Linked DNA regions of Zea mays: region 1 is linked to region 2. A link is a contact called in public Hi-C data. All regions are on one chromosome and are shown on one strand. The core of a region is the stretch at or near the end of the contact, and the rest is flanking DNA. Distances in the headings are between cores, read along the strand shown.

Region 1 (6,733 bases), core at 3,718-6,217, 180 kb before region 2:
TATAGAAGTCCCAGACCGCTTCTTTCTTCTCTTGCTCAAACAGCAGTCTATCACCTACTTGCAGCCTGGTGATGAAGTTATTTTTCTTTCTATATCTAGCATGGTGGTGGAAGTAGGAGGTATTAGAGTCACCATGCTTCAACCAGCACAAGCCTGATTTCACACAAGCCATGGTTCCCTCCCAAGACGCCAGTGCAAGAGAATGATGTTTAATACGATGCCTAAGCCATTCCTCATGCCAAGACAAAGCTCTAATATCTCTAGCCATCTCCAACAGGTGCAGAATCTCCTTGGCATACAAAATTTGCTGCTTAACATTTCCTGTTTTTTTCTGACTCCATGATTGTAAATGACCAGCCAACCTCTTCAGCTTGTCAGCGAAACATTGGAAAGGGCACTGCATATCAAGAGGTATGGACCAAGAGCGTTCCACCTCATCCATGAAGCCAGGGAGCTTAGGCCAGAAATTTTCAAAGACAAAACGTCGCCTACCTTGAGTGAATTCCTGCAGTCCCAGAATAAGCGGGCTATGATCAGACAACATAGAGGCCGAGCTTTGCAACATACAGTCTGGGAACAAATCCTCCCAATCCACCATGAAGAAAACCATGTCCAGCCGCACCGGCATCGGAGCAGCCTGCTCATTTGACTAAGTGTATTTCCTTCCATGCAGAGGAAGCTCGATAAGATGCAGATCATTCAAAAGCCTTTGAAATCTCCCCATCATTGCCCTATTCAGGTTGTTGTTATTCTTGTCTTCAGCGCGATAAATCAAGTTGAAATCTCCGCCGATCACCCATGGCCCACCACAAAGAGAACGAATAGCTTGCAACTCTTGAAGAAATTGAAATTTGAGTTCATCTGATTGGGGGCCATAAACACCCGTGAACCACCAGCTGGAGCCATCAGCATACACAATCTCAACCGTGACCGAAAAGGAGTCCACCCTGGAGTTGAGGATTTTACATGGAGTCCCTTTCCAAGCCAATAACACCACCCCGAGTGCCAATTGCAGGGAGATAAATAAAACCATCATAATCACTACCAAGAGTAGACAACACCAATTGATGAGAAATAGATTCTTTTTTAGTTTCTTGCAAGCATACAAGGTCTGGACAGGTAGAGTCAATCATAACCCGCACTGCATCATGCCTAGCCTTCTTGTTCAGCCCCCTCAAATTCCAAATCAGTATTTTTGATAAATCCATTGGAAAAACAATAGAAAAAACAACCGGAAGGAGAGGGAGATTAGTACAAGTCCTCCGGGTTATATCCCCAGAGACAACCAGCACCTCCAGAGCAGCGTCGACCTCATCAGGAACTGACCATCCGAACAGCGCCGCCAGAGCAGGAATATGTGACTGATAGAGTGGTTTAGTGAAGAGTCTTCCATACTCGTCAAGGGCTTCCTGACTGAAAGCCTCACTGTCAACAGATATGCCCAGACGTCGGCCAAGGTCTGCCTGAATTTGCCTGCTTGCAATGTCCAAAGTTTTATTACCACGCTTGGCTATACGAGAGCTCCAGCGCGGCACAAAGTCTGAAGGTAGCTGCTTAGTTCTTCTCTTCTGAATGCAAGGGTAGGGAAGTAAGCACGTGACTGGCTTCGTTACACTGGTCACAAACTGTTGCACAGGAGTGGCACCTACATCCTGGGAAGGAGCAAAATCCACGGAACCAGCCGTCAAACAAGGAAGGAGTTGGAAAGAAACCATTAGCCCGCCTCCTTCCATACACCAAATAACCATCCACCGTCTTCCTGCACCTGGCATCGTTGGTCAGCCTCGCATGTTGGGGCGAGGACAGAACAGACGTCCCCAACGACCCATCATAGGCGGGACCAGACAACATCACGGCCTTGCCCGAGCGCTGGGGCGAGGACGGACCAATATAAAAATGTGATTGTGTCTGTCTGAAGATTCCCATGTATAGTTGATTTTTTTTGAATGTATGGCCATCGGAGATTCGGTACCTGTGGATGGGCAAGATATTCATAGCAATCTCAGCCATCAGAGTTTTGGTTTAGTAATATATATTTGTCATGTGGGGCCGGACCTACAGCAGACTCAGGCACGCCCGTGACGTGCGCAGGGCGGACGAGCGCACAGACCACAAGGGGGCGCCAACAGCCAGGGGCTGATTAGGAGTCGGTTTGGATAAGTCCAGAGAATAAGATTTAGATGAGAGAATTAAGGAGAGTTAGTTAGATAAGTCCAAGATTAGATGAGAGTTTTTAGGAAGAGTTTGTTAGCAACAGGGCTATATGTAAGCCGCATGGCAGCAAGGAATAATCAAGTAATTTGTTACATGTTTAATCCCCTCTTCCTAGTTTCTAACAAGCCTGCGGCAGAGGTGATTAACCTCGCCGGAGAACACGGACCGAGACTACAATCTCCGTAGTCGAGGGCCAGCTACCCTAGGGGCCGACGCCCTGGACAACCTAGTATGGCGATCCCGGCGATCCTCCTCCGCTCGCACCTCCTCGCTTACTGCAGTTTTGAGTGGTCAAGCTAATGACAGTACAAGTGATGAATAATAGAGTGTTCTCATGAAGCTGGCCTTAAATAAACGTTAAATAATGTAACTGAAAGTAAAATGTTCTCGACATGGAGGTGGTAATAAAGTGTGTTGTTGGGAACAGAATAATAAACAAGCATTCACTGGCCATGTGCATTGCAATAGCCTACTAGCGAAACCAAATTGCCTGTGATGTACTTCTGCTGGTAGTACCGACCTCAACCTTGAACTCACACTCACCTTGCCCATTCCCAATCTTGAGCTTCTTGACAGTGACTGGGCGACCATCTAGCAAAATGCCCATGAACACACCCAAATACACATTCTCCCATGCTTGCAATGATGGATAACTACATCGAAAACTAAGGAACGTCCACACCGGGGAAGTTATAATGGCATATCATACCAGAAACAGAGGCTAAATCAGAAAATATATTCCCAGTATACAAAGGTCAAGATTATCATAGATACTGGAACTGATATTTCGACTCGTTTTGCATAATAGATGATACATGGAATGTAAGAGAAAGGCAGAAACCAGTGATGGCATATACATTTCTACATTATTAACCTTGAGATGTTATTGGAGATAATCATGGTAATAACTATCACTGGGGCATGGTCTGTAGATTTTACTGAAGGGAGTGACAACACTCGAGTACCTACTGTGGCCTCCTCCTCGTTCTTCTTATGGTTGGAGACTCCGAAGGCCTTGACCGCCTACTTGACCCAGGCTCGCCCAATATAACAGCTGTGGTGCTAGAAGTTGACAGCTGTTCGACAGATGATGACTGCTGAGGAGCTGCAAGAACCATCTGTGCAGCATTGTCACCGTTAGAATGTGACAACTGGATTTGGTTGCTGCTCTCAGGGGCAACATTGCCCATATTCTGCGCTACAACGTGTATGGAAGATGATGCATTATTATCCTGCCTTTGCTGTCTCCGAGCCCTAGCCCTTTGCCGGCCTGCAGGAACCACCGACATCTCGATCCCTGTTGGGCTTGGGAGAACGCTAATTATACCCTGGTTTTGTATCAACTGCCTCACCACTGTTGCAATTCCTCTTGTGTCTGTCATTTGCAGCTGTTGCCTCAGGCTCTCCCTTCTGTTTGCTCGTGGCCTAGGTGGGAAGTCAGGGTTGGTGGAATTCCCTTCTTCACCGCCTCTTCCATATATCGGAGTGACATTCAGTTCTAGCACCTCACCCTTGCATACAGGGCACTCAGAGTGGGGTGAATGTGCATGAAGCCACTGGTACAAGCATGGCCAACAGAAGAGGTGACCGCAGGGTGTAACCACAGGCTGTTTAGCTGGGTCAAGACAGATATTGCACTCAAAGCTGGAGTTGCAGTCACAGGACTCATCCTTCTTAGCAGAACCGTTTCCACACAAGTTGTTGTCATCTAGTTTTTGCCGCCTTGTTGCTTCTAAAGAGTTATGAGTGCGCTGGATTGCCCAGACAAGCCTATCCGCATCTGTACTAGCTGCCCCTTGACTGCGGTTCACTGATGCTGGCCTCACAATTCTATGCTGCTGGCTAATCTGTATCACCCTCTGAAAGCGGAGTTCAGGAGTCCTGGCCTCAATTGCAGCAGCCCTTTGAATGGACTGCTGAAGTATACTTGTGTTCACCGTCTCCATTCCACCAGCAACAACCATCTGGCTAGGGCGCACAAACCTTACTAGAGGAAGATCATCATCCCCTTCCAATCCTGTGGCAGCTACCACAAGCTGCGACCTAGAGACATTGGCACCATCCACTGGCCCCGGCTCAGGAGCATCAGTGTCCTCTTCACCATCGGTCCTGTTGCCGTCGAGCCAGGAATAAACTATGGGATCAAGCATTGGGTGCTCCTCCGGGGTGGAAAGTGCATTCGACGGAGAATAGGCTGCCGCCCCCAGGGCCAACGATTCCTCAGGCTCACCAGTTATTGAGGATTCTGGCGCAGCACCGGTCAAGTTGGGCATCAACGTCGGGTCCAGCCAGACTGGAGGCCGCGGCAATGGAGGGAGGCCGAGATACAGGTTTAGATCCATGTGCCTCCTGGTTCCGCTGCCCTCCGCAGCCTCCTCGCCCGCCATGCTCGCGCAGCCGCAACACCCGCTTGCTCTCCGCCGATTAATCAGACGGAATACAATCTCCTACGCCTGCGCGTAGGGATCTGCGTCGGATCAAAAGGGTCAACAAAATCGAATCTTTAAGATGAACATGCATAGACATCAGGGAATTTCGCGGCGCAGGGCGCGACCCACCAGGATCTTGAAGGAGGACCGTTGTTTTCTCAGGCTCCTCAACCGCCGTCTACGCGTGGCGCTCGCCCCGAGGCCCGCCCGATCCTCTCCGCCTCACGGCCGGAGGGCGCGCTGGGCTGGGCGGCGGGCGTTGGGTCTACGACCGGCGCGGCGGCGCGGCTGGGGCCGGGCTGGAGGGAGGAGTGGGCGCTCCAGCCGGCCCTGCTAAAGAACGAGACGAGAGAGAGGGATGGACGTGAGAGAGAACTCGGGAGCAAAACGGGAACTCATGTCATTTTTATCCTTGAAGGGATGGTTTGTGTCTCGAGATTTAAAGGGATCCATTAGAAAAGAAATCTTTTAGGCCTTGTTCGTTTCTGTCGGATTGGTGGGTCGGAACGATTCCTGACCGGATTGCTTCTCTAATTTATATAAACTTTGATTAGCTGGAACGATTCCGGGTGCAATCCGACAGAAACGAACAAGACATTAGGTGATGTTCGTTTTCTCTTAATCCATTGGATTTAAGGGGATTGGATGAATTTCAATCCATAGTAAGTCAAAATCTCTACTAATTTTTTTAATCATATTCAATCCATGTGATATAGGAATAACCGAACAAACCCTTAGGGTTGATTTGATGCTAAGGGATCCCAAGGGGATCCATGGGGAGGAATCCCCTTGTTATTCAAAATTGAATTGCAAGGGGATTTTTCTCCCATGAATCCCCTTGGGATCCCTTACCACTAAGGGCTTGTTCGGTTATTTTCAATCCATATGGATTGGAGGGGATTGATATGGATTGGAGAAGATTTTGACTTACTAGGGATTAAAACCCCCTTAATCCCCCTCAATCCATATGGATTGGGGTAGAACCGAACAAGCCTTAAATCAGCCCTCAGAGATTTCCTCTCCAATTGATCTCTCCAAATCACTTGCTATCTCGTGCAAGGGGATCCAACGGGGGTGTGTAGTGATATAAACAGGGTTCTCGCACGAGATGGCAAAAGCTCTGTTAATCTAGCCTCTCAAGGGCACTGTGTGGAGGTATTTATAGGTATCTGAGTGCCCAGCGTCCTGTGTTAAGGACGTATGTGCCCTCAGACACCTAGGTTATCCCCGGAATATTCCCATAAAGCGGGGTTACAGACCGTAATTACAGAGATGCCTTTACAAATTAGACCCGTAATGCGCAGCGGCCATGCAGGGCCTGTTACAATGGGCCGGATCACACGTGGGCCTCCATGCTGGACGAGGTCGCAAGATGAGACGACCTTGTCACAGGTCTTCGTCCGGTGACGTATGGGACGAAGGGTGAGCCTGCCCGTTGTCTTGTCTCCGTTGGTCCAGCGATTACGGCGAAGGCATCGAGCGAAGGGTGGCGTCTTTGCCTTCGCCCCAACATTCGTGTACAGAGTATGCTATTGAGCAAAGCTTTGAGGATGCAACAGGATTTAGAAGACAAAAAGCACGAGGTTATAATTGAAAACTTAGAAAACAAAATAAAAGATCAAACAACTGCTTTTGAGAAAAAAAGTTCGAACTCCAAACAACTGAAGGTTTACTAGCAGAAGCCGAAGCTAAAATAACAGAACTGAATACGAAGCTTCTCTATCAGTCAGAAGGTTTCAAACAAGAAAAGCTAAAGCTTAATGAAAAACTTGAGGCTGAAATCCAGAATGGTTTAGTTTTGAAAAAATCATTGATAGACCTTCAGAACAAATGTTTGAAATTCAGCAATCAATGTGTTCAACGACTGAAGAAGGTGTTTTATTCAGTCGGGGCCAGTAGTGAAAAATTTATTCCTTCGGCTGAAGATCTACCAGGAGCCTTCGAACACATCGAAGGTGAGATTGATGACCTCGATGATGTTATTGCTGGACACGGTGACTTTTATGCCCTAGTAGCTTCTCGGGGCACCGCTGCTGCGTTCCTAAAATTTGGCTGTGAGCACAGATAAATTATCAACAGACCCAATTTCA
Region 2 (6,885 bases), core at 3,218-5,717:
TATCATACCTCACTGTTACTCCCTGGACTTTATATTTTGATGGATCAGTTTGCAGTGAAGGGCAAGGAATTGACATCGTGCTTGTTTCACCAAGTAATGTCTCCTTCGACTTCTCTAGCTGATTGAAAACTTATTGCACTAACAATCAAGCCGAATATGAGGCCCTTTTGTTCGGCTTGGAACTTTTAAATTGTATGGGAGTAAAACATGTGAGGGCATTTGGTGATTCTAAATAGTTACCTTGAAAAGTGTTGGGGCATAATTCATTCTTTTGACAAATTCAGTATTCGACACATCTCTAGAGTTGAGAATCACAGGGCTAACAATTTGGCACAAGATGCATCAGGTTATCGGATAAAGCGAGGGAAATTTCACAATACTAAAAATCTGATAACCTGTACAGGGCCAATCCCCCAGGTCGCGGACCGTCTGAGTGAAAACTCCGGACTGTCCGGGGTTCCAAGAAAGTTCTTCTTATTGATTCGGCTGATAATGAAGCTGATGCAAGTGATTGGAGGACACCCATAATTAATTATTTACGGAATCCCAGTGTTAGGACGGATAAGAACATTCAGCGTACAGCTTTCAAGTATGTTTTAATGAGTGGTGAACTCTACCGTCGAACATTCGATGACATCCTGCTTAAATGCTTGGGCCCAGGTGATGATATATTAGCCATGGACGAAGTACATGAAGGTATTTGTGGTACCCATCAATCGGCTCCAAAGATGAAGTGGTTGTTACGAAGGTCTGTTTTCTATTGGCCTAACATGATAGCCAATTGTTTCAAATACTACAAAGGATGCCAGGTATGTCAAAAATTCGGCGACTTACAGTTGGTCCCTACAGCCGAATTACATCCTATCATCAAGCCTTGGCGTTTCATCATCAAAAGGGCATCGGTTCATGTTAGTTGCCACTAACTACTTTACCAAGTGGACTGAAGCCGTTGCTCTGAAGAACATGACGCACAAGGAGGTAATTGAGTTCATAACTGAACATATTATTCATAGATTCGGCATTCCCCAGACCTTGACTACAGATCAAGAGACTTCTTTTATGTCAAAGGAGGTACGTGAGTTTGCTGAATTATATAGAATTAAGTTGCTCAATTCATCTCCATATTATGCTCAGGCCAATGGACAGGCCGAGTCTAGTAATAGAACATTGATGAACTTGATAAAAAAGAAGATATCTGATAATCCTAAGCATTGGCATAGGGTTTCGTCCGAAGCTTTGTGGGCTCACAGAATATCTAAACACAGTGCTACTAAAGTATCTCCTTTTGAGCTTGTCTATGGGCAGGAAGCAGTGTTGCCTATGGAAATAAGTTTAAATGTTGTCAGGTTCACCAGACAAAACGATCTAACTATCGGTGATTATTATAATTCAATGATGGATAATATTGATGAAGTAACTGACAAGAGGGTGACAGCCTTAGGAGAAATAGAAAAGGATAAAATCATGGTAGCCAAGGCCTACAATAAGAAAGTCAAAGCTAAGTCATTTCAGGTAGGGGACCTGGTGTGGAAGACCATCATGCCTCTAAGAAACAAAGTCCGAAAGTTTGGGAAATGGTCGCCAAGCTGGGAGGGTCCATACAAATTAAAATAGGTAATATCTGATAACGCCTATTTATTGCAAACATTACAAGGCAAAGATTTGCCCAAAGCTTTGAATGGGCGTTTCTTCAAGCAGTACAATCCTAGTATGTGGCAAGATGCTTAAGAAAACCGATGTAAAGTCTCTTTTGGTTTGCTCAGCTCCACCAAAAGGCAGGGGGCATATGTTGAGCACCAAAATGAGTCGTCGGATGGTACGACCCTGGGGGCGGACGGTCCGCGGTCTGGATGGTCTGCGCCTGTGGACCGAACGGTCCGCGCGCGCAGAACAGATTAGGGTTCCGAGTTTCTTGTTGTGTTTGTTGACAAGATTCACGGAATTAGCTCGGGGGAGTTTGTTTGTAACGGGTCCAGCCCCCTCCTCTATAAAAATAGAGGAATACGACCGATTTGGAATCATCAATCGAACCTACAAACAATACAATTTACGTTTTATCTTAGAAGTAGTTCTAGTCTAGTTTTAGTTTAGTCTTCCAATCCCCAAATTCTCCGCTTCTATTCGACTCTACATCAATGATTTCAAGTCGTCCGACTAATCGCGATTAGTCGGGCTGGTCGGCAATTAGGACACGATTTGCTGGACGACTCGACTAGAAGACCTAGTCGTCCTGGTCGTCCAACTAATCATCGACTAGGGCGACTAGTCATCCGAGTTATGTGTCCTGGTCGTCCCGGCTAGGGTTTAGTTATTGGGCCTTTTTTAGCCCATCTACAGTCTAATTTAGAGTACACTCTCCTCTCCTGCTCTAAGCTAGCCGCCAACAGTCTCCAACCTGCACGTCTCCTCTCCTCTCCTCTCTTGGCACAACCCCTGCAGTCCTAAACTCCTGATTGTCGGCGGCTACACCGGCGGCTACAACACCCTGCGTCCCCTGCCCCTTCTCCTGCAGTCCTGCTTGCCTGCTGCAGTCTCCAACCGGTGGTGGCCGCAAACTAGTGACGAGATGAGCACGTCATCTGAAGGTCCCTCCTGCTCCCCCACTTCTCCCCCTAAACCCTAGACAACGAAGCAACATGTTACTTTGTTTATGCTAGTTGTTTGTTCTAATTTATATAATGTATGCAGGTATATTTATATATATACCTATATAAGTATAACTACTAGTCTAGAACGACCAGGGACCGACTAGGACCGACTAGGGGTCGACTAGTCGCCCTAGTCGTCGCCTAATCGTGACTAGTCGCCTAGTCGGTCCCAGGGTTCGACTAGGCGACTAGGCGACTTGAAATCATTGCTCTACATCGATTAGAGGAGTCTAGGTCGGCCTGCTGAGCCTAGACAACACCTAGGATCTCTCCTCCCCGACAAGGTCCCTCTCGGGAGCGAGATCCAGATGCCGCCGGCGACTTCTGCCGCCCCTGCGCACGCGCGGACCGTCCGGCCTGTAGGCAGGAAACCCTAAGCCCTGCTCCAGGTCGCGGACCGTCCGGCCCGTGGCCGTGGACCGTCCGCGCCTGTGCAGCGAGCACTGCCGCCGGTTGTCACGCAGTGATTGGCGTCCAAAATAGGCACCAACAGTCGGTATTGTATGAGTTGTAAATAGAATAATACATGAATCATTTTATGTGTTGTAAATGGATGAATTTTATGTGATTTATATGAGAAAATAAAAATACATCTAGTTTTGGCTGCTAAAATTAATTAATTTTCGTCAGCCAAATAGGTAGTCGACGAAAATTAGCTTTGGCCACTCTGGTTTGTATGGGCCTCTCGCCGACGAAAGTTAACGCGATTCGTTTTTGTTCATACTTACGGATGAACGTCTTTCGCTGGTATCTCTACTCTCTAGTAATAAGAAACGTGCCAAGAACCAAGTAGTTCCCACGGCTGACGAAGATTCAAGGCCGATAAAGAAAAGTGCATGAGTCCATTCGCAGAAATCACACTACAAATCATTGCAAAATTAGCTGGCATCACCAACAAATCTATGCACAGTGGAATGGCACTCCGAAACGGTCGAGGATCTGTGACCGTGGGAGCCGATGGATCTTGTCAGAAGGAAGAGAATCGGGTGGAAGCAAAGACCCGCCTCGCCTTCTCAAGATCCTGGTCGCTATGCATCCTCCCCATCACCGGCGCCACCCTGAAGCCATTGGGCGGCGCGGCGACGGCGTCCCCTGCCACGTCTATGCGCACCTCCGGCTGGGCCCCGCCCTCGGCTGGCGCGGTAGCGCTCGGCGGCACGACGACGTCGGCGCGGCAGAGCGGGCATGTGGCGTTCCCACGGAACCAGGCGTCGATGCACTCGACGTGGAAGCGGTGGCCGCACCGCGGCAGCGCGCGGGCCTTCTCCCCCGACTCGAGCTCCGCGAGGCAGACCGCGCAGTCCCCTGCCCCCGCGCCTGCTTCGATCGACACTACTGGTATCGCGGCGAGAACTGCGTAGTCGAGGCCGCGGGGGGAAGGCGCCCCCGCGCCGTCGCCGTCGCCGTCGCGGCGGTCCTCGTCGCCACCGGCGATGGCCAAGCTCCGGAGCAGCCGCGGCTGGCCGGCGCCGAGGCGCCGGCGCCGGGTGCTGCTGTAGAGGTGCAGCGCGACGAGCGCCAGGAGCACGCCCGCGAACGCCCCCGCCGCGGCGAGGAGTATCTTGCCAGCGACGGCGTAGTTCGCCGGGTCGGACGCCTGCGGTGGGTCGGGGTCGGGGGCGTGCGGCTTGGGGAACGGAAACGCGTGCCCGGGACCCTCGTCGCACGAGATCGTCACCTCGTTCGCCTTGGGGCGCGTGCCATTGCCGTCGCCGGCGCCCATTTCTGATGGTCGAGCGCTCACCGGGCTGAGGAGTGGTTTCGGGGAAGATTTGGGTGTCCGCAGCCGCAGCGTTGCGATTTCCGTGAGCGCAGTTACTTATACGTGATTCCAGGACTGAAATACCCCTGTACGTCGGGAAAGTGGGATGGAGATGGAAGGGCAGCCTTGGGGTTCTACCACTGGCTGGACGTCTGGGGCACGCTGTAGAACGGAGAGGCAGCACCACAGAAGTCCATGTCCGTTCTCCGGTCCCGGGCTGACTGGCTGACCGCCCGTATGCCGTAGGAGGACAGACGAACGGCCGTGATGCGTCAGCCAAGCGGTTCCAGGCGCATGGTCAAGAGTAGAGTTGACTATTGCCGTCAACCAACCTGGTGTTACTGCGCGCTCGTCTCCTCTGCTCCTCACAATGGAAGTCGCTGTCTTTAGCTACCCCCCACTGGAACATCGAAGTCGTCGCTTGCCGCGACTTGGACCTCGGCAAAATTGGGCCAGACGGCGACATGCAGCGCGGGGCCGTGGATGCGTGGTCGGCCCGACCAGCGAAGCTTCGCTCAAGCGAGGCGCCCGTTGTCGCGACGCCAGCCACGGCGTTCGTTAAGTGTGACCTGTGGGCTGGCTGTCGGCTCCGGCCTCCGGGCTTCATATTCTAACCGAAGCAGAAGCATATGAGTGTTGAACTAAGAACAGATATTTAGGGGCAGGGCATTTTAAAAACAAAACAATTTTATTTAGCGATTTTAAAACTACTGGTACCAAACGTGCATGTGTGCTGAACGAGACATACAGTTTATTGTGTGGTTATTGAATTCACTAGAGCCGGTTATAATTGACAGTTCATTGATATTGGTCAAGATGAAACTATGAATCAAGTGTGAATAAAGGACAAGAAGAGATCAAATTGCAAAGAGACAAGATATAATGGGTGTAATATGTTCTCAATATCAGCTTGCTTGTATACGATAAACGGTTCGAAAATGACTTGGCATGGTTATTTATATGTCAAATGCGTGAATCAAAGGGAATCGTAATGATGATCGAGTACATGATCATATGGATGGTATTCATAACCAAGAAAAGCTAAAGTTGATCAAGGTCATAGTACCTCAAGCGAAAGGCACTGTAGAAGCTTGATTGATCTCAAACGTGAAATAAAAGAAAATATTCAAGAAGAATCATGTTATTGAAGAAATGACATTAAACAAATGCTTAATATTCACATGAGACAAGGATTGACTTGAGGATGACTAGATAAGGCGAAGGTAGCAAGTAAATGGTTTCTTGAGGGACTATACAAAGGTGGAGAGCAAGCAACAACTTAACTACCAATGGACTGTAACACCCTAAATCCAGTAAATGAAAACAACCTTATTTGAATTACTAATTTTCAATAGAAAGGATAAATATTTACGTTTTCAAATAATGAATATGGTAATAGAAACAAATTACACATTTTTTGTATGAATCGAATTTATCAAGTGTTTTAATGTATTCATGTCGAGGCATATATTTCGGTTGATTTGGTTTGCAAATTCAATTTGTGAGAAAAGCCTTATTTTCAAAAATAATAAAGAATTGTTAAAATAATACTTTTTTAAAAAAAGTATGCATTGATTTTTTTAATATAATTGTGAGATTGTTCTGTTTTTGAATATATCTCTACTACTTATTAAGTAAGCAATAATAGTCTGCCTCCCCTCGTTCTGTCGTTCTGCCTCTCATCTATCTGGACCGTCCGTTTCTATTGTCTATGTCATCCAACCGCACGCGCCCCTTCCCTGTCCACGCAAGATCCAGCCGTGCCCGCCCCCTCCCCCTCCCCACCCCGCACCAACCGCCCGCCTCATCTGCACCGCCCCTCCACGGACTCCCAGTCGAAACCCTAGCTCTGCTTGCGGCGGGCGGTAGCGACTGCGCGCGACGTGGAGGAGGCACCCCCACCCGCCCGCCCGTCCGCCCCCCGTCATCCTCCTCCCGCGGATCCACGGTGCACGGTGCAGGATCCACTCTTCTCGTCCCCTCCGCCCGCCCGTCGTCGCCCTCCTCCATGGATCCACTGCGCTCGGCGCAGGAGCTCTTCGCGTGCGTCGCCCTCCTCCATGGATCCACTGCGCTCGACGCAGGAGCTCTTCACGCGCGCACCTCACCTTTCCTTCTCCTGTTGTTGGGGACGGTGCGTCCGCACGCGCGGTGGTTCTCCACGGACCCGTGGACGTCGACGCGCACCTGGACGATCCCTGGAAGCACAGGGGGAATACGGCGAGGTGCACAATGGTGAACCAGATCACCGGGAGCAGGAGAGTGGGTGCTAGGGATGGAGATGGCCACCATCACCGTCGACATGGAAACTAGAGTTGTCCCTCCACTAGCCGCATGGATCCTCTCTACCTTTAGTTCCTCACCTCTTCTCTCTCTTTGCAGGTCTACGAGGTAGTACCATCGACGAGGCTTCTCCATCCCCTCCGGCGAGCTCCCCTTCCAAAAAAAGTGGTGAGGTATGCCTGCCCTCATTCC

What was found. Hi-C and Micro-C count contacts between places; a contact is called where the count stands out from the background.
Region 1: a contact with region 2 is called in a Hi-C map of bundle sheath, with 2.9 times the contacts expected there. The contact joins the promoter of LOC100191719 here to the promoter of LOC103635071 in region 2. A contact is called at or near these places in 6 of 25 Hi-C or Micro-C datasets (bundle sheath, ear, endosperm and 2 more).

The regions. Positions count from the first base shown.
Region 1 is chr8:36,787,119-36,793,851 of Zm-B73-REFERENCE-NAM-5.0, reverse strand. LOC100191719 (putative RING/U-box superfamily protein) reads right to left here and starts at 4,967. Exons shown (of 1, transcript NM_001137148.1): 1 at 2,932-4,967. The coding sequence starts at 4,601. The coding sequence ends at 3,180.
Region 2 is chr8:36,605,809-36,612,693 of Zm-B73-REFERENCE-NAM-5.0, reverse strand. It overlaps LOC103635071 (E3 ubiquitin-protein ligase EL5), which reads right to left and starts at 4,467. Exons shown (of 1, transcript XM_008657626.4): 1 at 3,472-4,467. The coding sequence starts at 4,371. The coding sequence ends at 3,616.